Regions from separate parts of the Sus scrofa genome. Here region 2 is linked to region 1. The links are chromatin contacts, called in public HiChIP or PLAC-seq maps. All regions are on one chromosome and are shown on one strand. Each heading gives the region's core, a stretch centred on a gene start, on an enhancer-like site or on the middle of the called end of the contact. The rest is flanking DNA. Distances are from core to core; before and after follow the strand shown. Region 1 holds the start of SKIV2L (Ski2 like RNA helicase). Region 2 holds the start of PBX2 (PBX homeobox 2).

The links. HiChIP or PLAC-seq counts read pairs in DNA pulled down with a chosen protein or histone mark.
Region 2: an H3K27ac HiChIP or PLAC-seq map of alveolar macrophages shows a contact between it and region 1. The contact joins the promoter of PBX2 here to the promoter of SKIV2L in region 1. A contact is called at or near these places in 3 of 5 promoter capture datasets (fetal liver, fetal skeletal muscle and liver), 3 of 47 Hi-C or Micro-C datasets (alveolar macrophages, blood and heart right ventricle) and 2 of 2 datasets of contacts at active chromatin or transcription factors (alveolar macrophages and skeletal muscle).

Annotation. Positions count from the first base shown.
Region 1 is chr7:24,044,987-24,049,596 of Sscrofa11.1, forward strand. It overlaps SKIV2L (Ski2 like RNA helicase), which reads left to right and starts at 2,030. Exons shown (of 28, transcript NM_001101817.1): 1 at 2,030-2,142; 2 at 2,221-2,324; 3 at 3,008-3,117; 4 at 3,211-3,328; 5 at 3,457-3,571; 6 at 3,677-3,751; 7 at 4,025-4,078; 8 at 4,174-4,364; 9 at 4,530-4,610. The coding sequence starts at 2,121. NELFE (negative elongation factor complex member E) reads right to left here and starts at 1,915. Exons shown (of 11, transcript NM_001101825.1): 1 at 1,839-1,915; 2 at 1,317-1,399. The coding sequence starts at 1,391.
Region 2 is chr7:24,225,354-24,230,449 of Sscrofa11.1, forward strand. PBX2 (PBX homeobox 2) reads right to left here and starts at 1,587. Exons shown (of 10, transcript NM_001123157.1): 1 at 1,100-1,587; 2 at 89-162. The coding sequence starts at 1,320. It overlaps GPSM3 (G protein signaling modulator 3), which reads right to left and starts at 4,423. Exons shown (of 4, transcript NM_001123119.1): 1 at 3,994-4,423; 2 at 3,676-3,778; 3 at 3,240-3,439; 4 at 2,220-3,013. The coding sequence starts at 4,035. The coding sequence ends at 2,876.

The sequences.
Region 1 (4,610 bases), core at 780-3,279:
AATTTCTGTAACAGGTCTATGCAGAAGTATGAGACGGAAATCCTCCCCTCAAGAAGCTTAGAGTTTGAGAAATAAGATGACCAGACTAAATTGTCAAGACTGATTAAAGAAGTGTAGACTATAGCTGAGAGCAAGTAAGACCTTCCTGATGCCCACATTAAACTGAGCCCTGGATAGAATCTACAATAACATACAGAAAAGAAAAGGCATTTTAGACAAAGAAAACAAGGCGGCAAAGATGCAGAGATAAGACTCTGGGTGTGTGTGTGTGTGTGTGTGTGTGTGTGTGTGTGTGTATGTGTGTGTGTTTTGGGATTAAGGAATAGTTCTTTTTTTTTTTTTTTTTTTTTGTCTTTTTGTTGTTGTTGTTGTTGTTGTTGCTATTTCTTGGGCCGCTCCCTCGGCATATGGAGGTTCCCAGGCTAGGGGTTGAGTCGGAGCTGTAGCCACCGGCCTACGCCTGAGCCACAGCAACGCAGGATCCGAGCCGCGTCTGCAACCTACACCACAGCTCACGGCAACGCCGGATCGTTAACCCACTGAGCAAGGGCAGGGACCGAACCCGAAACCTCATGGTTCCTAGTTGGATTCGTTAACCACTGCGCCACGACGGGAACTCCCAGGAATAGTTCTATTTGACGAGGAAGGGCTGCCAAATTAAGGCTCTTTTATAGACAATGTGAAACCACTGGCTTTTGAGAAAAAGAAGGACAGTGTTTTCTGTTTTCAAAGCACCATTTTAATAGAAGTAAAAAAGTCTGTCGAAAAAAGAAACTTGCTGAGAGACGATTACAACAGTCTAGGTGAGCATCAGCAAAGGCCTGACTGCGAGAATACACAGGAAGGAGTAAACAGAAGAAGTTACTTCAAAGGAGGAATCAAGACGACTCGGCAAACATTTGGCTACGCAAATAAGACAGAGACGAGATCTGGATTCCAAACAGCGGGAGAAGTGAATGGAGTCAGTCCTATTTGGAAGACCAAGATTAGAATAGGTAAGACCAGAGCGGCAATATATGAAGGTTATTGGCAAGATACAGATGGAACTAAAAAAAACCAAGCCTGGGATCACCAGTTCTTAGGTGGTACTAAAAGCCGGAGGAAAGGAAGACACCTCCATGGCAGACTATACAGAAAAGAGAGAAAAGCAAGTATCCACCTTGAGAAAGTCCACCCATGAAGGGACACTGAGAGGTGCCATGTCTCTAGGTATGAGCTAGAAGAACCCCCACCCCCCCATCCCCTCACACTCACCCCAGGTGTTCTCAGTGTAGAGTCTTTGAAAGTTTGGGCCATGCCCACACACACTCCCTCACCTTTTTCTTGAGTTTGTTGAATTTCTTCTGCAGAGCCTCCTCCTCCTCGCTCAGTCCGGGGGGTATCACCAACATGGTGGCTCCTGGTTCAGGGGCAGGGCCCAAGACATCTTTCTCCACTGTCACCGCCCAGGGGTCACACGCCGTCCACACTGCACCCAATCCCACCCCTCCAGGCCTGCCTACTCCTGTCTTTTGCCTCTCCCTACCCCTTGCTTAAACCAGCTGCCGTCCAAGCCCCCGCTCGTCGGGATCAACCAGCATTCCCTTCTCTCTCCGGGAATCACGGATACCAGCGCCTTGGGGCACCACGTAGCCCAGGAAGGGAGAAACACCCCCTCCGTCGCGAAGACGATGGCACCAGACCCCCCCTACCTCGCTGGGGTTAGTATGGCATTCGCAGGGTCCGAAAAGCAGAGGAGGCAGTGGAACCCGCGCAGCGCTCTCAGAGCAACGAACAGGGCAAGAAGAGAGAAGGAGCTCGGAAAAAAGGGGCGAAGGGTGAGACGGAGAAGGCCTTACCTGAGGGGGCGGCAACCGGAGCCCCACGGTCTCGGGCGGCGCCCGCGCGGGCAGCGGATCGCTGGCTCGGAGCGATGACGTAGCGAGGGGCGGAGACCGCGGTAACCAAGGCGGCTCGCGGCGCGCACACTTCCGTCCGGCCTCCCACCAGCTTGGGTTCCGCCCCTCGGTAGTGCTCGTCCCCGCCCCCAGCGGGGTGTGTTCCGGAAGTCGCCGCTAGTTCCGCGGGTTTCGGCTCCTCCCTACACTTCCGGGCTGCCCGGCAGCTACCGTGGCTCCAGGATGATGGAGACGGAGCGACTCGGTGAGGGGGCAGAAGGTGGGAAGGAGGAGGAGACAGGGAATGACCCTTGACCCCTGACCTGTGATTTTCCTCCCATAGTGCTGCCTACCCCAGATCCCCTGGATCTGCCCCTCCGCGCCTTGGAGCTAGGATGTACCGGGCGCTGGGAGCTGCTGAATGTGCCTGGGGCTCCAGAGAGCACCGTGAGTGACTTTTAGCTCTAACCTAACCTTGACCCTTATTAATAGGGCTTAAAACCCCTTTCAGCCTTCTCACAGTAGGGTCTAACCTGACCTGGCTCACCTGTCTCTGGACACCTGTCATCCCAGCTTTGGACTGGTGCGGGATGGATCCCAACCCAGTCGACCTGCAGTGCGTCAGAGCCCATGAGAAGACAGAGCAGGGAGCCCTGGGGATAACTTTAGCTCTGAGAACTGCTCTTTCCAGTGGGTCTTTTCTCCCTGGCATCTTCTTCTGTCTCCAAGCACCAGGGCACTTGTTGGTGGCTGATAGGTCAGCCCTTGAGCACCTTCGGTTTTTCATCCTTAGGTCTGGGGCTCCTTTTCCTAAAACTAGTGATTATCAGAATCTGTGTGCCTCATGATTAGAGGGGGAGCTTTCCTAAATTAGAAATTCTTAGGTCCATCTCCAGAAATTCTTTAATCCAAAATCTATATTATTAAACAGCTCTCCAGATAATTCAGTTGCAGGTCAGTTTTTCCTATAAAGTAGGACAACCTTTGGAAACTATTGCTTCAGCCTAATTGTCCTAGCCTGTATGGGACACCTACCATTTCTGATCTAAACATGAAGCCCGTCACCATCTCTTTTGTCTGTGTCTTACTCTCTTTCCTTGCCTCATGCCTCTCGTCTTGCCCTGTTCCAGCTTCCCCACGGCCTCCCACCCTGTGCCCCAGATCTGCAGCAAGAAGCAGAACAGTTGTTTCTGTCCTCTCCAGCCTGGCTGCCTCTGCATGGTGTGGAGCACTCAGCCCGGTGAGGAGTCTAGAGGGGCCTGGACTAGGGGAAATGGGTTCCTGAAGGAAGTTGAGACAGAGGAGAAAGAGCTGAAAATTTCTTTCTGTCCAGAAAATGGCAGAGGAAGATGGATCCCTGGTCTCTCCTGGCCGCACTGGGGGCCCCAGTCCCCTCCGACCTGCAGGCCCAAAGACACCCAACCACAGGCCAGATACTAGGCTACAAGGAGGTAAGAGGTCAGGGGCCACAAGAAGCAGAGTTGGGAAGTGGGGGGGGTGGGGTGGGGGGGTGGCGGCCGGAGCGGGGGGTTGTCAGAGGCCAACTCAGCCTCACTGGCGCTCTGATCTCTTGCCTCAGGTCCTGCTAGAGAATACAAACCTGTCGGCCACAACCTCCTTATCTCTTCGCCGGCCACCAGGGCCCGCCTCCCAGTCCCTGTGGGGGAATCCAACACAGTACCCTTTTTGGCCAGGTGATGCTTGTGGAAATGGGATGGTCGGGGAGAGGGAGCCCTTATTCTCCACCCCCCTGAGTCATGGCCACCCCATGAATCCCTGTTTCTCCAACCTCTCCCCAGGTGGGATGGATGAGCCTAGCATCACAGATCTGAGTACTCGGGAGGAGGCAGAGGAGGAGATAGACTTCGAGAAAGGTGAGGTGGTGCCAGGATGGGCCCTTTTGAGGGAGGGCTCTGAGCCCAGGCCCCGAGGAGGAAGGGCCCAGGCCTCTCACTGGGTCCTTGCTGGCTTTCTTATTTCTTTGAGCAAATTAGAAGGAACCCTGCTGTCAACTGTTGGAAAAGTGTCATGACAAATATCCCCAACTACAGCATCTACACTGTGAATGATGTCCTTTAGGTTTATATAGTGACTTGTTCAGCAGCTTGCAGTAGCCCTGATTCTCTCTCTCTGTCCCTTTCCTCCAGATCTTCTGACTGTTCCGCCCGGCTTCAAGAAAGGTGTGGACTTTGCACCAAAGGGTGAGTTTCAGTTTTGAGATGGGGGCGTAGAAGAAGTGGCGCCCTACTGCTTCAGAGCAGAGCTGGACATGACTGTTTTTTGCCCTGCTCCTCAGATCACTCAGCTCCAGCTCCTGGGTTGCTCAGCCTCAGCCGCCTGCTGGAGCCCCTGGATTTGGGTGGGGGCGATGAGGATGAGAGTGAGGCAGTGGGACAGCCAGGAGGTGCCCAACGGGACGTTGTTTCTGCCCCTCCCTGCAGTGCTCCCCTGGCTCGAGCAAGCAGCTTGGAGGACCTAGTGTTGAAGGTTGGTGGTTCTGGGCTGTTGAGGCAGGGAAGAAGGGGCCTTGCCCCGGACAGGGTGGGCGGGCCTGCCTGGGTCCAAGAGAAAGACTGGAGCATCTTTTGGTTGGGGTGGTAGTGGAATGCTCTCTGCCTCTGTCTTTATCACCCCTACCTCTGACTTTTCCAGGAAGCGTCCACAGCTGTAGCCCCCCGAGAGCCTCCCAAGCCCCCACCTCAGGAAGAGTGGGCCATTCCCGTGGATGTCACC
Region 2 (5,096 bases), core at 337-2,836, 180 kb after region 1:
CCCCAAGTTGTCAAACTCTCAGCCTGAGTCCTACAGTGAACAGGGTTCTGTCCCCAGAGTTGAGAAGTCAGACGGGGATCCCACATACCGGTTTTCTCCTTGATTTCACACAGGACGCTAAAGAGAGCAGGCTTCATTCGGTGGCAGTTTAGGGCGTGTTTCCTTGGGAGGAACGGGAGAGAAAAGTTGAGAGGAACGGGGGAGTGGGAAAGACCAACCACAAAGCGACACACCCAGGAGGGTGAGAGAGAGCCTGGGAACAAGGGAGGAGATGGGTAAATCTGTGGTGGGAGAAAGTGGGGTTCGGGGCAGAACGGAGTTGGGGGGTTCATAGGAAGAGATCGGCTCCCAGTGTGTGGACACTCGGGGAAGCGGCTTGGCTTTGGATGGGTGGAGGGAAGGTGCAGCCGGCGAAAGGCACCATGGCCGGGCGGAGGACCGTGGGAGAGGATCCAGAAGGGTTGAGAGGACGACCTGGGGTGACTGCAGAAATGAGGGTGACTAGGTACATTTCAGAGGAAGAGAGGAGGCTGGGGAGGAGAAGAGTTGGAGTTTGAGGGGTCAGAGGTGCTAAGCTAGAGTGGGGAGTTCGGTATAGAGGTGTGTGAAGAAGGGTCCTGGGACTGAGCAGGGCGGGAGGCTCTGATGCTTCCAGTGTCAGCTGAGCTGGGGCAGAGGGTGAGCTCGGCCCCTTGGAGGCTGGGCCAGGGCTGGAGAGGAATGGTAGGAGCTCTGGGCAGGGGTGTGGAGGCCCGCAGGCCGACGGTGGGCTGGAGAGTTTAGGGGAGAAGATCTTAGTCTGGGAGCCAGAAGGGAGCTCTGGAGATGGCAGGGTGTTCCAGGGGAGAGTGGGGGGGGGTCAGTGAGAGTTGGGGGGGTGAGCCACCTAGGGTTCCCCCTTTTGAAGGTTTCGGGGACTGGGGCTGAAAGGAGGCTTGAGAGGGATCAGTTATCTCTGGGCTCCCGCGAGAAAGGAAAGGAAGGGAGAGCTGAAGGATCCTGGGGAGGGTCCTGGAGTTGGGGGGCTCCCAGCAGGCTCAGAGCTTGTGAACGGGCATTCTGCTGGGTCTGTGTGGGGTCCCGGGTTGGGGGCACTCACTTGGCCTGGGCCTCGTCCAGGCTCTGGTCGGTGATGGTCATTATCTGCTGCAGAATGTCCCCGATGTCTTGCTTCCCTCGGCCTCCCGGGACCCCCCCGCTACCCCCACCGGGGTCTCCGCCACCGGGAGGTTCGCCAGGGCCCCCAGGCTCCCCACCCACCAATCCCAGGCCCCCCCGGCCCCCGCCTGGAGGGGGCGGCCCCAGCAGCCGCTCGTCCATAGTTGGGGGGGGCCCTGAGGCCCCCTCCCTGCTCCGCCCCTCCCCCCGCCTGGTTCCTTCCCCCCCAAACTCGCCGGGGCCGCTGCTCCCTCCACCCCAACCCCCGCCCGTCTCCCCCTCTCCCGGCTCTCCCGGGGGTCCGCCCCGGCCCTGGAGGGAGACCTGGGGTACCGTCTGGGCCCCCCACAGGAGACCCCGGCCCCCGGCGGCGGAGAAAATGGAGCCGGAGAGAGAGAGGAGGCCCAAGCGGGGGTGTGTGAGTGAGAGAGAGAGAGAGAGAGAGAGAGAGAGAGAGAGAGAGGGAGGGGAGAGAGAGAGGAGAGAGGAGAGGGAGAGAGAGGGAGGGAGGAGGGAGGAGGGAGGAGGGGGGAGGAGGGAGGAGGAGGCTGGGGGAGGGGAGCTGGGGAGGAAGAGGAGGGGAGAAGAGAGGAGGAACAGGGAGGAGCTGGGGGCGGAGAGAGACACAGAAACAGAGGAACTGAGACCAAGTGGAGGAGGGGACGAGGGGAGGAGACTGGCCCTTGGGGAAAAGAAGGGAAGGCCCCAGGGATGGACCTCTGTGGCTTGGGAGGGCGCCGTGTTGGGGGCTGGGGGCACCTGCCGCCGGGGTTCTGAATCCGGGTTCTAGCTGATGTGGACTCCGGCCGCGGGAATGCCTGGGTTCACAGACAGCTTAGTTCATATTTCTTCTCCTAATGACTCCCCTCCCTGTTCTACTTAATTAAAACCAGGAGAGGGGGGCTGGGGGGGATAATTAGGAAGGTCTCTAGCCGCTGCTTAATGAGCCAGTAATTAACCAGCCAGGGAGGGGAGCTGGCCTCTGGCCAGACTGGAGAGAGTGGCGGCCTCTGGCCTCACCTTCCTACCCTCCACCCTGCCACCCAGACACCAGTCTTCAGTCCAGAGGGGAATTATATTTATTCACATAACCAAACATCAGACAGTTCAGAACAGCAGTGGGGAGGGAGGGTGGGCAGGGCTCAATGTCCATCCACAGGCTGTAGGCCCCTCAGTTCTGGGGCTGGGGGGGCGATGTGCCAGGGTGGGGGGGTGGGGGGGTGGGAGAAGAGTCAATGTCTCTGCTGTGCCCTCTCCTCCCTTCTTGTTGGGAAGAAGGGTGGAACTGTCTCTCAGGTCAGAACCTCCGGAGATTTGCCTCCTTGGGAGGTGGAGGCCTGAGCCCTCAGCTCCCACCTGGTGGCCAGACTATGGGGGGAGGGTGTCCCCACAGCTCAGGACCAAGACTCCAGGCCCTCCCTGAGATCAGAGGAAAGGGTGAGGTGTCCCTCTGTACCTAGGATCCTCTCCCGGCCTCAAGCTCCCACCTACTTGGTCACAGGGGGAGTTAAATATCCATCCTACCTTGACAATTCCCAGGGTTTGAGGACTTTCACCCCCTCTAGTTCCCAGGAAAGGTGGATGAGGGCAGTGAATATTGAGAATTCTGCTGGTTCTTCCAGTCTCTGGTGCCCCTGCGGGGCAGGGCTCAAGGCCTGCAGTGGGCCGCCCAGCTTTGAACCCCGGGAGTGCAGAAGGGCTGGTGGGAGCTCAAGTCTTAGCAGGTGTGTGTGGGGGGCTGGGACCTTTGCTCCTCCATTCGACCTCCACCCTGAACTCTCAGCAGCAACTCCAGGAGCTCCTGCCCCCCTGGGGGTAGGGGAGGCTCTGACCGCTGGGCTTCCATCCGCTGGCACTGGAGGAGGAGAGGCAGGGAAGGTTGTTGGTAAGGTTCTAAGAGGAGCAGGCCTTGAAAGGAGCCAGGCTGGTGTGAGGGGCATATAGGACATGTGTGATGGGGATGGGGGACTAGGGCAGGTGCCTGGGGAGAAGGAGGGGTGGGGCCCCAAAGAGAACAGGGACCAAGAGACCAAGAAGCCTGGGCCTTGTCTCCTGGGGGGGCAGGCAGTGGGGTGACTCACCTGGTGACTGAGGATAGTGCTGTAGAGCTGTTCTCTGTCCTCAAGAGGCCGGGGTGGGACTCGGCCTAGGCTTGGGAGCTTCTGGGGGGCATGGAAGGTGGCCCTCTGTTCTTCTAGGCGGCGGGACTGGGCTTCAGCCACCAGGTCCAGGAGCAGCTCAGTCTGCAGGGAGAGAAGGGAGGCCGAACGGGGCCCCACGGCTGGGAGAGGAGGGGGAGGGCTCAGAGACCCAGAGAAGCTGGCAGTCAGGAGTGGGGTGTGTGTGTGTGGGGGGGTGCAGGGTAAGGTGTTGAGGGACTTGGGATCAGGGCTCAGGGGTGTGATGGGGAGTCTGGAGGAGGTGGGGAAGGAGCCCGTGATGGAGTGGGGCTTGGTAACGGGATCAGGGAGGATGTGGGCACCAGGGTCAGGGAGTTCCCTGGGTGGGTGGGGGTACCTGTGTGGCGGGTCCCTGAAGGAGGAGGGGACGGAGGAGCAGATCGCCAAGGCCGAGTGCTGGTGTTCACAGGGGGCCAGCCATGCTCATCCTGATCGGGGTCCTGATGCTGAGAGACAGCGGTTCCAGCCAGTCAGGCAGGGGTGGGGTGGGCAGAGGGCTAGGCGAGTAGCCCATTTCCTCTCTCTGTGTCTGTTTCTGCCTCAGTGTGCCCAAGCCCCTCCGCGTCCCCGGAGTCCACCATGACTCAGTCTCTTTCTCAGGTCTTCTCACCTCCCTCTCGCAGTGTCAGCCTCCCCGACCCAGTACTCAGCTCACCTGCTCACCATTCTCTTCTTCCTGGGGTCTCTCAGCCTCCATCCCCTGGAGGGGAGAAGCCGATGGGGGGGTGGGATTTGGGAGGAGGGCCGGAACCCTGAGGTCCTGAGGGGAGTAGGGGCTGAAAGGGGTGGGGGTGAGCCGGGGGCTGGATGCCTGGGTACTGAGCAGGAAGCTGGGTTCCTGGTCAGCCCCCCCACCGGCCCCGCCCATCCCTGTCAACTTCCTCCAGTTCTCTTTTCCCACCCAAGCTGCTTGCTAGACCTCGCTTGCCTCAGGGGAGCACAGAGACTGGGAAAAGCTCCTCCAGCTGCTGCAGTGGTGGAGGTTCAGGGTGGGGAAGGACTTTTGGCATTCTCATCTCCAGAGCCTCAGTAGCCCCCTAACCCCCCAACTCTGTTCCCTCCACCCCCCCTCCTCCCCTGCAGTTCTGTCAACACAGGAACTAGCTACAAAGGAAGTGGTTTCACTCCTCAGAACCCCCCCAACCCCCCCCCCCATTCATTGCCCCAGGTATCTTCCCCAAGAAGGACCCTCTTCCTCAGCCTCTGTCAGACTTACTGGGACTGGGAGGAGCATGGTTCCAGGGGGAAGCAGAAGACTCAGATCCAGGGATGTCAGGCTCTCAAACATATACATATCCTCCTAGCACTGTGTCTAATAAATGTGTAGAATAGTTATCATTGCCCTATGGGTACTTGCGGTCTATTCAGGGGACAAAATATGCAGCACACGTAAGAGACAAGGGGGCAGGGGAAGCTTCCCTCTAGTCATGAAATAGGAAAGGGAGAGGATTAAACCTGGCTTGGTCTCTCTTTATTCGATGCTGGTCAGATTGGCTGATGCCGAGGTGGGAACAGGACAGCAGAGACATTTGGGACCTCCAAATAGCAACCTGTCCTATGAACTGAGTGACTTTAAGCATGAAATATGATGACAAGATCAAGTTTTGCCACTTAATGCCTTCCAATCTTGGGCAAATAAAATCTGTGCCTCAGTTTCTGAAAGATTAAAATGGAGGTTTTCGTTTTTGTTTTTCCTTTTTGGCCTCACGTGCGCATGTGGAAGTTGCCAGGCCAAGGATGGAATCCAGGCAACGCTGG